Linked DNA regions of Mus musculus: region 2 is linked to region 1. The links are chromatin contacts, called in public HiChIP or PLAC-seq maps. All regions are on one chromosome and are shown on one strand. The core of a region is the stretch at or near the end of the contact, and the rest is flanking DNA. Distances in the headings are between cores, read along the strand shown.

Evidence for each region. HiChIP or PLAC-seq counts read pairs in DNA pulled down with a chosen protein or histone mark.
Region 2: an H3K27ac HiChIP or PLAC-seq map of bone marrow-derived dendritic cells shows a contact between it and region 1, with 3 times the contacts expected there. The contact joins the enhancer-like site here to the promoter of Slc7a11 in region 1. A contact is called at or near these places in 1 of 39 promoter capture datasets (macrophages), 4 of 115 datasets of contacts at active chromatin or transcription factors (the SCID.adh cell line, bone marrow-derived dendritic cells, neural progenitor cells and 1 more) and 2 of 9 other capture datasets (adipose tissue and pancreatic islet).

What each region holds. Positions count from the first base shown.
Region 1 is chr3:50,439,260-50,446,585 of GRCm38.p6, forward strand. It overlaps Slc7a11 (solute carrier family 7 (cationic amino acid transporter, y+ system), member 11), which reads right to left and starts at 4,354. Exons shown (of 12, transcript NM_011990.2): 1 at 3,726-4,354. The coding sequence starts at 4,002.
Region 2 is chr3:50,535,340-50,542,665 of GRCm38.p6, forward strand. Gm6209 (a long non-coding RNA gene) reads right to left here. Exons shown (of 6, transcript XR_003954471.1): 6 at 765-2,958. Among named protein-coding and RNA genes, the nearest start is that of Gm6209, 48 kb to the right of the region's middle. Within about 2 kb of position 2,587, at least 5 of the 459 cell types and tissues checked have an H3K27ac peak or open chromatin away from gene starts, as enhancers often do. A contact at or near this core is called in bone marrow-derived dendritic cells, where this site is marked.

The DNA of each region.
Region 1 (7,326 bases), core at 3,104-5,603:
TGGCCTCCTTGAGCACCAGGCATGTGCAGAAGCAAAACACCCACACACATAAAAACCAAGAAAATGAACTGAAAAAAAAATGTAAGGAAAGGAATTGTGTTTGAAATGGTACCTACAAACATGATACAGAATGTGTGGTCAGAAACCAGAGGATAAAGGAAAAGTAAAGGCAGATGTCAATGATGCTGACCTATTATTTGAGTAACACCACCACCTCATACTAAGACAAAGTATTCCCTCAAACTGGACTCACTATGGTATTTTAATAATTCTGTGGCATATCAAAATATAGATGATCCGTTCTTTGGGAAAGAAGAGAGTACATGCCGTGTGAGATTTCAGCTAATTGATACAATATGCTTTGTCAGCAAAACGAATCTTGACTCAGTTGTACTGTTCCTAGAAATGGTTATCCTGGATGATGCTTTTGAGATGTACACCCAGACGGTTAAAAGAATGACTGTTGTAAAATAGAAATTCCATTATGTACAGTCATTTATGTAATGAAAATAAATTATAAACTAAGATGTGAGTGTTTAAAAAAAAATAACACTCGTATAAGATTGGGAAAGTTATATTTAAATTCCCCAGGCCCTAAGTTTCGCACCCTTTGAAGTGAAAACATGAATTTTTCATCTCATAAAAGCATTCTGGATGTAACGGTGGGAAAGTGGCACACAGATAGGATTGACTGACACAGCTAACACACCACATGATGTTACTTTACTTACCAACTGCTTCATAGTTAGGAAGGACATAAAAAATAAATCTTAATTTCATCCAAAAGTCAATTAATCAATCAACCAAACAATCAAACACCTGTGTCTACATGGCTTAGCGCTCAAACATTTATGCCCAAGCACCTAAAGGGGCTCCATGTGTGGAAAGTAATTGCTCATCAGTAGTGCCTCCTATAGATGCTCAAAATAACTAGGATTTGAAAAATTTGCCAGGGTCACCTGGAGGATATTTTTTAAGAGTGAACAAATGAGAAAAGACACGAAGACCACACCCTAGACTCATCTTCGGAGACCAGACTCCATCCAAAAGAACAATCCAAGAAGTTGTATTGCTTTCCAATGCTCCAGGTGCTAAAGTGGTGGCGTCACGGACAGCTACTTAAGTACTTCATTAACTTAGACCTAAAGACAATTAGCAAACTTCTTTTGGAAATAATGGTCACCATGTTGGTAGATTGTCCAGAAAAGCAACCTATATAACCTTGTTATTGGAAAGACTCTTAAAGACCTTGAAATTTACTGTCAGGGAATCAATGGCCAGACCTCTGTATGCTTTGCCCTAGGTTTAAATTGAGTTCCGGGGGAATGGAATTTTCATTTAAAGGTCTCAAGCTCCATAGCTATGTGCCCAGATGGAAAGAAGTTCAAAGCAGGCTATAAAAGTCCACGTGTTGACCTTGGTGCTCAAAATGTTGTAAAACCAAACACAGATGCTCCTCCCCTTCCAGAGGGGTAACTTTGCCAAAACATGTTACATTCTAAATGCCAGTCAGTGGGAACTGTATGTACCACACATAGCCTAGGAACCATCCTACACAGTTGTCTGGAGCTAGACAACATTATCCTATAAAAGTTCATTTTATAACGGTTTAAGACAGCTCAAGTAATTTATTGAATAACCAATTACTAGCATCTACCACTGGAAATTTAAAAATAAATATATCATATACTGAACCATCTTAAGTTGGGGACCATCTAGGTCCACATTCTTGACTTGAAAATGTTTACACCCCTAAGTTCTAGAGTTTTAATAAAAGAAGAATTTTCCCCTTATATCTCGCTTTGCTTCTTATTTGTGAAGACTTTGTGACAAAAAGCTGCCAGTAATTTAAGTAGCAGTAACGTCTCTGAAGCGGGCAGTCAAACGCCCACTCCAAGCTACATCACAACCCTTTAGCTCTGTAGTTTCTTGAGCTTCCAACAAAGATGGCGGACTTATTCATAAGCACATTATCACCATACAAGTCAGTGTGCCTTTAACTAGCTCAGCATTCCGAGCATTTTATTTTACAGCATCTGAATAAGCATTGATTGTGTGCGAAAATCAAATCACACAGTGGGAGCTGCCTGTGTACAAGTATGCAAAGTTCAAGGAACTGGTTGTAGTTTTTCTGATTAGATATTGATTTATTCTAAATATATCAAGTACTGTAAGACGCTTGAAGCCTGAGGGTACACAGTCATTTAAGATCAACAATTGAGTTTCTCCTTGCTTATCTGAACCTGCATATGTCAGAACCACTTTAATATTAATAATGATAAGGATTCTGTTCGAGTTTTTAATAACTGTAAAGAATGAAGAAAAGGGACAGCTGTCACCAAACATCTCATAAAGCATAATCTATTCACACAAATGATGTTCCCAAGTTCTCTAGGTTCGTAAAGTAATCTCTTCATAGATCTTTCTATAGCAAGACTGCTTTCAAGATTATTTGAAATGCCCCCTTCCTAAAAACAGATATGTGAGTTCTCTAGGCAGGAAACTTTCCCTCAATCAGTATTTAAAGTATCACAAGACCTGGAATGAAAGAAGGAATGGAACAAGAGTTTGCACTTGGTCCCAGAAGAACTTGGTTCCAGGTTAACAAAGTAACTCCCAAGTGTAGGCTACTTTGGAACCAAAGTATTGCCTGGTAATATAAGTCAAATTTTAAAATAATTGGCCATTCCCAGGTTCTTGTGGCCTTTACAATGAACTTGAAAGGAGTTTTATGTTGATTTGCCCTCCTGATCAAGGAGCAATTATTTCCTTTGCAATATTAACCCTCAATCCCATCAGAGAAACGTACATTTTAAAGAGAAAAAAATAATAAGCACAGTAATACCAGTTCAGGTTAGATGAACTTCATTGAATGGGCAGAGAAAGTATCTGTTTCCCCAGAGACCTAGTAAAATACAGATGAAGAAAACAGATCCAGGCAAGGAGGGAAGACTGACACCCAAGTGAAGCTTGCAAACAAATAACGAGAAATTATGAGAAATGTCCTTAAAGGCAGTAAGAAGGAAAAAGAAAAAAAAAAAAAACAAGGGGAAAAAAGTTGAAACCTTTGCCCCATTTATGGAGACGGAGGAGACACATCAAACACATATCTTCCCAAGGACTTCTGAAAGCATAGTATTAGAAACGGACAAGCCTACGAATTTAAAATATTAAAAAAGGCAGAGAATGCCACCCATTTGTTTAGCAAGTAAAAGGCCCGTGACAGTGTTCCGAACGTTCAGTTCCGCGTGTAAATAGGCCACACTGGCTGCACCGCACAGGTGTTTCTTCCAGCGAGCCAGCTGCCAGAACTATGCTCTAAACAAGACTCACAAACCCAAGCCCTCTGCACGGAAGGAAGGCTTGGTTTTTTGGGTCATCAAAGTTAGGTTTTTTTTGTTTTTTGTTTTTTTGTTTTTTGTTTTTTTTTTTTTTTTTCCTTCTCTCAGCAAACCAGAAAAAAAAAAAAAAAAAGCTGCCAGAGTCTGTCTCAGGCAGGAAAGCAGAGTATAGCCTGCAGGAAGGAATCTGAGAGGGTTCAGTCTTGTGCCAACAGTGGACAGTGTGTTTGGGTAGTGCACATACCTGAACAACAACAACAACAAAAATTCCAAATATTTCCTGTAGTATTTGCCCATTCATTTACTCCTCAGAAATAACCCTTCGCTCTCCCAGAGAGCCACACAGCTACACACACTCACACCCCAGAGAAGAAGCGCACTCACCAAAAAGTGACAGTACTCCACAGGCAGACCAGAAAACCAGGGACATGCCCACGCTGCCCGTGTTCTGGAGTATGCCCTTGGGGGAGATGAAGATGCCTGATCCGATGACGGTGCCGATGATGATGGAGACCCCCCTCAGCAAAGTGATCTTCTTTTTCAGAACTACCTTCTCCTGCCCAGGTGGCTCTTGGTCCCCCATGGAGGGCAGCCTCCCGCTCATATTGCCCTGCAGGTAACCTCCTTTGGAGATGGTGGCCACAACTGGCTTTCTGACCATGGCAGTGTCACACCAGAGGAGGGGGATGAAAAAGAAAACAGAGGGGGAAAAACAAAACAAGACAAAATAAAACAAAACAAAACAAACCCTTTTAACTTGTTTCTCTAAGAAGTGACTGATCACTGTTCGGTCGTGACTTCCCCTTTGCTATCACCGACTGGCTCTACACTATTGTGTCCACAGGTGAGAACTCAGAGGTGTGTTTCAGCCTTCGCTGGCTCTATAATTACTCCTCTTGCTCCTCGGAGCACCTGTGTGGCACCGGCTCCAGGGGCAGTCAGTTAGCTGCAGCCGCGGCTGCTGCCCTATCATTACACACCAGCTCAGCTTCCTCGTGGAAGGCTCCGTATTTAAGCAACCGCCTGTCACACCAACTTACTGGGCTGCATGATGATGCAAATTCTCCAGGTTTGCATCAGCCACATGAGAAAACTCCAGCTTGAGAAAGCGCCAACATTACTCAGCTCTTTTTTTTTTTTTTTTTTTTTAACAGTAGCCTGTGGGTTGCTCAATGGATCCAAAGCATTTCCCAGAACAAAGCATACTCTTAAAGAGGGGCTTAGCCAATCCAGAAGAAGTAAACAGGGAACCAGGGAATAGACACTGTCCCGGTGACTTTAAGCAGCTCCGCTCTCAGAGAGAGAAAAGAAGTTGGAAAATGAAACAGAAAACAATTACTTCGTTTTAAGGAGTTGCTTCTTAACTTTAAGGCGCGCATAAAAAATGTTGTATTCACAGCTGTTTTGACAATGGAAAGTGCCTTAGGGCTGCTCTGTTTGCAACAGCAAAGTTTATACTTCATAATTTGTATTCTCCTTACTTCCCCGGGTGTTTCCTAGCAACACTGTCAAATCTAATATTTACAAAGTCAGAAAGTTTCTGCACACGAGAGCCGTGGCTACATACAGCTCCGCATGAACAGACACAATTATTTCTTAAGACCTGTAATACAAGGGTGTTTAAGATCACCACCTAAGTTTGAGAAGTTGAAAGATCATAGTGACTGCAGAAAACAGTCTTTTTCTGATTCTTGTCAGCACAGCGTGATTTCCTGAACTAGGTAGAAGGACTCGGTCTTCATTTGCATGTTGCTCCATCGAATTAAAAAGACTCCTCTTTGAATCTTAGGCAATACTTATAATTGCATGAAGACACGCACAGAGCAAGAGCTTGAGAAGGGAGTCCCATTATAATAGTTGGAGAAAGGAAGGAGATGACAGGGCATATTTTTTGGATCTATAAGCTATTCTGATTATAATTTGAAATGTATTACAATCAACAGGTACTAACTTTTAGTTAGCTCAAAGCCGGAAATTTTCGGTGACTGTAACAGAGTGTACAAGTCCATTTCAGAAAGCTAAAAGAATGTGTTTTTTACATAAAGAAATAATGACATCTTAAGGAGATAGAAGTGTTTACTCTGAGCATTCTACAATGGGCACATGTGCTGAAACTTTACACCCTATTCACATACACAGCTTTCATCTTTGTCAGTTAAAAAGAAATTTAAACATATAAAAGTACATTAAAACTTCAAAGTGGGGTTAAAATATTTACATTGAAAAAATTTCTTTTTTTTTAAAAAATTAAACACAAACTTGAAACGTTTTGCTTCTAATCAAGTGTCTTATGTGTAAAATAAAAATAAAAATAAAAAATTACCAAAAGAAAATAAAGCATCTCAGCTATCAGTCTCGGCACCAGGTCCCTGTGGTTTGAATTTAATGAGAAGAATCCCAATGCCATCATTATCCTGAAGCTGTGTTCAGACCCATGATTAAATATGCTTTTGAATCTCGGAATAAAAACAACCAACAGAAAATCTCCGTGGAAGCAAGGTTGGCTGGAGGGGGAGGGGAAAGGGGTAAGGGGAAGGGGTGAAGGATGGGGGGGATGATGGAGGCAGGAAATAACCTGGAAAGGAATCGTGGAAAATGTCAGAGCCTTTCTGCTAGGTCCTTATCTGAGAAAATGCCATGACATAATTGCCTTATCACACGAATAACCGAGGTCACATGACTTCCCTTTTACATGACCTACCCACCTTCTGTGTAATTTGCTTTGGATCTACAAATTATCATTTTTATAAAGCCCAAATTAATACTTTTTTTCAGCGTTTTTATTCCAAAAAAATAATAAATGGGGAAAGTTCCTTACTCAATCCTGTACAGATTCCTCAACAGGAAATCGGAGGACTTCTCCACCGCCTGCCCGCCCTGTTCCATCTCTCCTGTTCTTGCTCAAATGTCCTCTCACATAATTCTCCTGATTAATGAGCATGAGGGACTCTCCCTTCTCTGTTCCATGTCTCCTGTTCTTGAGTGAACTTCCACTCACATAATTCTCCAGATGAATGAGCATAGACAGGGCGCAGGAAGCTTTTGTTTCCTCAAAAGGGAACAATAATTCCAAAGAGATAAAAGTTTAAAGTGAAGCATGAAGACCCCAGGCACCAGTGCTCTGTCCTGGCCATGGCACCAGGCTTTGACCACTAAATTATAAATGGTTGGACTAGTAAGACTGGGGGCTATTAAGACAGGATGTTGGAAACAGTTTAAAGGAGAGAAAAAATGTTCTTCCAATTCTAAATAACATTCTCCTCCTCAGTAATTTTTATAGGAATTTATGGAGAAAAATATTCTAAAATTATACTAATAGCCAAGAAGGTGGTACTATCCTGTATGAGACTGAGATTCCAACTTTCTTCAAAACTGCACACAGTTAATAAAAAACCTTTGTATATCTCTCTGAAACACCTACAATTTTACAAAAATAAAAATTACAGGTTTCAAAGAAAATATTGAATTACCTTTAATGTTAACATGCCTTTATAATCACCAGTGTTAACCTTATAATCAAAGAATTGGTTGGTCTTCAAGTATATGTATGTCATAGAGCAAATACACTTACTGTCTTCCTCCTGCTTTCTGCCTTATTTTGAGCATTTTAGGGATTGTGAATAAATTTTTCAAGGAATGTCCTCAGTTCCTTAAAAGAATCCCACATGTGATATGCAATGCTAGCTAACATGCTATGCTAAAGGTAACAGCCCCATGTGTATAAACGTGGCTGTATAATTTAGGTGTGGCCAATGATTAATAAAACATAATTATTTTTCCAAATGCAGCTCATCAGAATGAGACCTGAGCTGAGGGGAAAGGTCCCCATAAGGATACTTAGTGTTAGTGTCACAGCACTATGGCATCTTGCCAAGAAGGTCAGATTCCTGATCCCTGAAGATCTTCCATTGATCTTCTGATTAGCTACTGAGGTTCCTTGATAGGAATACTGACTAGTACCCCTGTCATACATGGATGGTGGGCT
Region 2 (7,326 bases), core at 1,337-3,836, 94 kb after region 1:
AAATTCTAGGTCTTTAGGCCCAGGCTTGGGAATGTGACCTTTGTGACTCAATGCTCCAAGGCATGCTAATCATAAAACAGATAGCAACATTCCTCTACCCATCTGCTTCCTGGGTTCAGGGAGTGTTCTTTCAAAGAAAGTCACCCTGACCCACCCTGACCATTGCTGGAACCCGCTATACAAATGTGCTGTTGTTAGAGGCTCATAGAAAACTGTCTTGACTTTCCACTTCCTCCTGACTCTTAACTGGTATTTTTGGTACTTTCCAACAATGCCCTCCCCATTCCCTTGAGTTGTGGTTTCTTCCTTTAAATACCCTCTTACCCAGACACTCAGGGCGCCACAGTCCTCTACCCCTGTGTGGTGTATGACTGTGGGCCCCAGAGCGCTCTTAGAATAAAAAGTCCTCTTGCAGTTTGCATCAGGCCATTTCTTGTGAGTGATTTGGGGTGTTGCCTCTCCTGAGTCAGAACGTGGAGGAGTCCTCACGTTGTGGGTCTTTCATTATCCCTTCCCATTCAACCTGCACTTTCTTCCTCATCATCCCAAACTCTCCACTTCCTTGCTTCCTTCTTTGTTATCCTTTGTCTTCTTCTTCTTCTTCTTCTTCTTCTTCTTCTTCTTCTTCTTCTTCTTCTTCTTCTTCTTCTTCTTCTTCTTCTCCTTCTCCTCCTCTTCCTCCTCCTCCTCCTCCCCCTTCTCCCCCTCCTCCTCCTCCTCCCCCTTCTCCCCCTCCTCCTCCTCCTTCTTCTTTCCTTGCCTGGTACCCTTGGATATAGAGAACCTCCCGAGAATCTTGTGACTAAAGAAAACTGGCTCTCCCTCTCCCAACAGTGATCAAATATCAGTAGCTCCTCAGATGGTCATTGGATTTCCTGTCCACCTTTTGCAGCTCTATGCTGGGATTTTGTCTGGGTGGACTTTGGTCAGGTCTTGTACCTCCTGCTACAATCAAGGTAAATTCAGAAGTTCACTTGCCCAGCTGTTCCTGGAAACATGTTTCATTGATGTAATTAACCACCTCTGGCTCTTAGACTTTTTCTGCCCTTTGCAGGTAAGTTTCTTGATCCTTGGTGGAGAGGACAGTGATATGAGTGTCCCAAGTTGGGCTGACCATCATAGAGTCATTTTTTCTCTTCCTGTTAAAATTGTCCACACCACTCTCCAGTTATACCTACTTGATGCCCTGAGGGAGCCCTCACTGACTCTCAACCCTCATTCCTTGCTTAGTACTGATACACAAATCAGACCAACCTTGGGGACTTCCTGTTGCACATGGTTAAAATTCATGAATCTTATATTAGGGCATAATAAGGAAGTAAATTTCAGCAAGAATCTAACTTTAGGCTATAATAGGGAAGTAGGGTAAGGCAGGAATTTTAGTCTTTGGGTGGAACAGAAGAACTAGGCTTCAGGCAAGAGTTTGGGCTTGGACAAGGAAGTGGGCTCATGTATTTTAGTCATTATGACAAGCCCTTTTAAACAACTGTCATGGGAGTAATCACAGGAATTCACTTAAGGCTTTGTTAGTTCCTTATTGTACTGCTCACCCAAAATACTTGCATGTAATTAAAATGGTATAAAAAGTAGATGGGAAATACCAAATTTGCCTTCAGTCTCAGACTTGACTGGGGTCATGCTAAAAAAAATAAATAAATAAAAAATAAGTTAAAAAATTCGTTTTCTCCAGAGACAGTCTGTTACCCCTGCAGTTCATCCACCCCCGCTACCGACCACTGCCTCTGTGAGCCTCTGTTCTCTACAGAATCCTGTATCATCAGGTTCTGTCTAGCTTTCATTTTGTAGGTGAAAGTTATCAATCCTCAATTTTAGCTTTAACTCCATTGTTCCAAACTCTGTCACTTTTAATGGACTTTCAGAACATATGTAGTATTTAGGGAACAAAAACATCAAGCAATTTAGAGCTCAGTGGCATAAAACTTAATGAAACTATCAGGACGTTTGGAAGTAAATATAGCTTTCACTCCTGTCTGTCTCAATCTCCCTTTTCTAAATCTGGTTCTCTTCTTCTTCTTCTTCTTCTTCTTCTTCTTCTTCTTCTTCTTCTTCTTCTTCTTCTTCTTCTTCTTCTTCTTCTTCTTCTTCTTCTTGTTCACCTTTCCCTATCACCAAGGGCTCCTGTCCCCAGCTCTCTGAGACTGAATTAAGGTCAGTGTGAAACTGAAATTTGAGAACTGGGGACAGTTTAGTTAAATCTTCCTTTGCACTGCATTTCCTGTATTCATTTGCTTGTTCAACTAAATGGTTTTGTTTGTGTGTTGTTTTGCAATGCTAAAGATTGAATCCAGGGCCTTGTGCATGCTAAACAGACCTCCACAGCTGACGTACTCTTTTCCTGTCCTTAACTTCTGGTTTCTTCTAGCTTGTTCTGCACCAATATTACTTGAACATTTGTCTGTTTCTCTCTACATAGTCACACCTTTCAGGAAGAAAACTTAGGTTATCATGGGCAATACTGAACTGCATGCACAGGACTCAATTTAATAGTTATGGAATTTAGGACTGCTCAGATTCTTATGCTACAATTAAGGGAAACAAGACTCTGGAATGTAAGGGACTTTTCCAATGTCATACATTTGGTCACTGGAAACTACCAAATGAACCACTAACCTTTAGTTCTTTCTATGGGATGTGTCTAATTCAAATTTGAATCTTTGACATTGATATTGACAGATGACTGGTTTACATTTTAATGTATGGAGTTTTAAAGGAATTCAGCTACCACCCATGCTGGTTCCAGAGGGCTGTTATGATCAAGTGCTGTGAGGTGTGACAAGGTCAGTGACAAAACAGTCTCCGCATGCTCTTATACTCCCAGTACAAGTGTCATCTTAAGGGGAGTAACAGAAATCTGAATAAGGCGGTTCTTAGGATGCTTCCAGTATTCTTCTCAAATCTTTGAACACAGAAAATGAGTAAGTCGTTTGTTTGTGTCTTCTGAAACAAAAATAAACAAAACACAGATGCAAGAATAAATCAAGTACCATTGTGTATACTTGTATTTCACTACCAACCAGTTACACACTCAGGCAGCTCTTTTCTTTCTATCACTGAGGGCATCTGACATCCAGGGCTGTCTTCTGTTTCCTGTTCATTCACAAGAACAGTGCTGTTCAATTGTTTTTACACTTGATCTTAGCCAAAAGGCTGAGAAGCAATATATTTCATTGTTTTTAAAGGAGCAGGCACATTTCATTCACCAGAGACATGCCCTCTACTACCAAGAAGAGACAACTCCACTAGAACCCCTCTGCCATCATGTTTTAAGACATCAAGATCATGACCAACACGTGTTCAAGGTTTATTCCTTAAACACATATATTTTTAATTGTTATCTAAAGGCACTGAAAATACATACTTTGATGGGTACCACCTTATGTTTCAAGATATGTATACATTATATGATATTCAAATAGAGTTGAATATCTTTATCTCTACAAATGTCTATCGTGCTTTTATGATAACAACCTTTCTGTTTGAAATACATGGTGATTCTTGCTTGATATTCCCCTGTACAATATTATTGCAGAGGGACTAAACAGTCCATCTATTGTGCCTTACCGACTCAACAGTCAACTTTTCTTCATACTGTCTTCTCTCGGCTCCATATGCCTCAAGCTCAGATAACTACAAATCTACTTGCAATCTATACATGGCTTTTCATGACAGGTAGTAGTGTCTCTCTTTATCTGTCTTCCTTCACTTATAACAACCACCCCTTCATATTTCCATTCATATTGTTACATGTGACAAGATTCCATCTGCCATTTGGTTAGATATAATTCTATTGAAGTATGTGCAAATCCATGTATCATTTGATGGACTCATAAGATTATTTCCATTGCTTGGCTACTATGAACAATACTGCCTTGAACATGAAAGTTTGTGTTTCTCTGTAACAGGCTAATCTCTTTTGCTGTGGGTTATAATTACTGGCACTTATAGTGGTTGTGATTTTAATGCAGGGAGGAATTGATAAATCCCCACTTCTATTAATTACTTTTCTTATCACTGTGAGAAAATAGCTCACAGAAGCAGATTCGATACTAGAAGATACTGCACAGAAGCAGATTAGATTTTTGCAGACCCATGATTTCACAGCCTCTTTGGTCATCATGGGAGCAAAGATATGGCAACAACCACAGCTTATTGCACCACAGTAGTAGACAGAAACCAGAATGCAACCAGACCCTAAGGCCGCTATAATCTTCAATGACTCATTTCTATAAGCTGGAGACTAACATCCCAAAGTTTCCACAAGAACCAAGAACAGCACCACTGGCTTGGATCTATGTGCTCCAACACATGCTGCTCTGGACAAGACAATCATCTTCAACTGATAACTTGAATCAAGACTATGCAAGGGCCCTGTTAGCACTTGTCATGTTAAGTCATTTTTAATAGTAGTCATTTCTACTGGGGTATAGTATGGATTTTTCATTTCCCTGATTATTAGTGAAGTATTAGTGGTATTTTCTTTTGAGAAATATCTAGTTAAGTCTTTTGGATTTGACTTTTTTCTATTGAATTTCTGCAATTATTTTTATATCCAATGCATTAATCCCTTGAACAATGTATAGCGTGGAAGTATTATGTCAGATGCTACCAGTTGTCCACTTTAATGCATCCTTCCTTGGCTGTGTAGCAACATTTTAGTTTGATGTCATCTTTTGTAATTTTGTTTTGCTTTGTTTCTTGCAGTTTTAGAATCTTGCTCCCTAAAGGTCTTCTCCATTCTGTTTTTAGGCAACATTTCTCCTGGGTTTTGTTGTTGTTGTTGTTTTGTTTTTGTTTCTGTTTTTGTTTTGTTTTGTTTTTAAAATAGCAATGTCATAGATTCCCAGTCTAATATTTATGTCTATAATTCAGTCAAGATTGCATTTTGGAAATTGTAAAAATCTGCATTTAGTTTTATTCTGAATTAACCAAAAAAGACTTTCCATACTTTAGTGGGAAGTAGGTTGGCTGTTGACGTAGGACTTTACTTCTAAACTCTCTGTTCTGTTTTACTAACTATTTATGTGTCTTTCTTTCTTACAATATTGTGTTCTTTTGATGACCACAGCTTCATGCTATATCCTGAAGTCAAATAATATACAATAAAAATTTTGCTTTGCTTTATTTTTGCTCAAAATTGCATTAACAACTTGAGATCTCTGTGACTCAATGAAATTTTTAGGAATGTTCCCCAGTTCTTAGAAGAATATCCTCAGCATTTTGACAAGGATTGCATTTAACCTGTAGATCATTCTGAATAATATGAACATTTAAAATATCCTGAGCCTGGGGCTGGTGAGATGATTCAGTGGGTAAAGATTCTTACTACAAATCTTAGATAGGGTTTGATTTAAGGAACCCACAGGGTAGAAGGAGAGAAAAGACTCCCATAAGTTCTCTGACTCCATGGCATGTGGCATGGTATGTGAGCACATGCACACAATACAAAAAAATACAATAAAGAGATCGAGTTTTCAACTTTACAGAACACTTTGAACCTTTCATGAACATGGGATATCTTTTCACTTTCTTTTCTTTTTTTTTTTTTTTTTTTGGCATCTCTTTTTTGTTTTCCATTTTTTATTAGGTATTTAACTCATTTACATTTCCAATGCTATACCAAAAGTCCCCCATATCCACCCACCCCCACTCCCCTGCCCACCCACTCCCCCTTTTTGGCCCTGGTGTTCCCCTGTACTGGGGCATATAAAGTTTGCAAGTCCAATGGGCCTCTCTTTCCAGTGATGGCCGACTAGGCCATCTTTTGATATATATGCAGCTAGAGTCAAGAGCTCCGGGGTACTGGTTAGCTCATAATGTTGTTCCACCTATAGGGTTGCAGATCCCTTTAGCTCCTTGGCTACTTTCTCTAGCTCCTCCATTGGGAGCCCTATGATCCATCCATTAGCTGACTGTGAGCATCCACTTCTGTGTTTGCTGGGCCCCGGCATAGTCTCACAAGAGACAGCTACATCTGCGTCCTTTCAATAAAATCTTGCTAGTGTATGCAATGGTGTCAGCGTTTGGATGCTGATTATGGGGTGGATCCCTGGATATGGCAGTCTCTACATGGTCCATCCTTTCATCTCAGCTCCAAACTCCGTCTCTGTAACTCCTTCCATGGGTGTTTTGTTCCCAAATCTAAGGAGGGGCATAGTGTCCACACTTCAGTCTTCATTCTTCTTGAGTATCATGTGTTTAGCAAATTATATCTTATATCTTGGGTATCCTAGGTTTGGGGCTAATATCCACTTATCAGTGAATACATATTGTGTGAGTTTCTTTGTGAATGTGTTACCTCACTCAGGATGATGCCCTCCAGGTCCATCCATTTGGCTAGGAATTTCATAAATTCATTCTTTTTAATAGCTGAGTAGTACTCCATTGTGTAGATGTACCACATTTTCTGTATCCATTCCTCTGTTGAGGGGCATCTAGGTTCTTTCCAGCTTCTGGCTATTATAAATAAGGCTGCTATGAACATAGTGGAGCATGTGTCCTTCTTACCAGTTGGGGCATCTTCTGGATATATGCCCAGGAGAGGTATTGCTGGATCCTCCGATAGTACTATGTCCAGTTTTCTGAGGAACCGCCAGACTGATTTCCAGAGTGGTTGTACAAGCCTGCACTCCCACCAACAATGGAGGAGTGTTCCTCTTTCTCCACATCCTCGCCAGCATCTGCTGTCACCTGAATTTTTGATCTTAGCCATTCTGACTGGTGTGAGGTGGAATCTCAGGGTTGTTTTGATTTGCATTTCCCTGATGATTAAGGATGTTGAACATTTTTTCAAGTGCTTCTCTGCCATTCGGTATTCCTCAGGTGAGAATTCTTTGTTCAGTTCTGAGCCCCATTTTTTAATGGGGTTATTTGATTTTCTGAAGTCCACCTTCTTGAGTTCTTTATATATGTTGGATATTAGTCCCCTATCTGATTTAGGATAGGTAAAGATCCTTTCCCAATCTGTTGGTGGTCTTTTTGTCTTATTGACGGTGTCTTTTGCCTTGCAGAAACTTTGGAGTTTCATTAGGTCCCATTTGTCAATTCTCGATCTTACAGCACAAGCCATTGCTGTTCTATTCAGGAATTTTTCCCCTGTGCCCATATCTTCAAGGGTTTTCCCCACTTTCTCCTCTATAAGTTTCAGTGTCTCTGGTTTTATGTGAAGTTCCTTGATCCACTTAGATTTGACCTTAGTACAAGGAGATAAGTATGGATCGATTCGCATTCTTCTACACGATAACAACCAGTTGTGCCACCACCAATTGTTGAAAATGCTGTCTTTCTTCCACTGGATGGTTTTAGCTC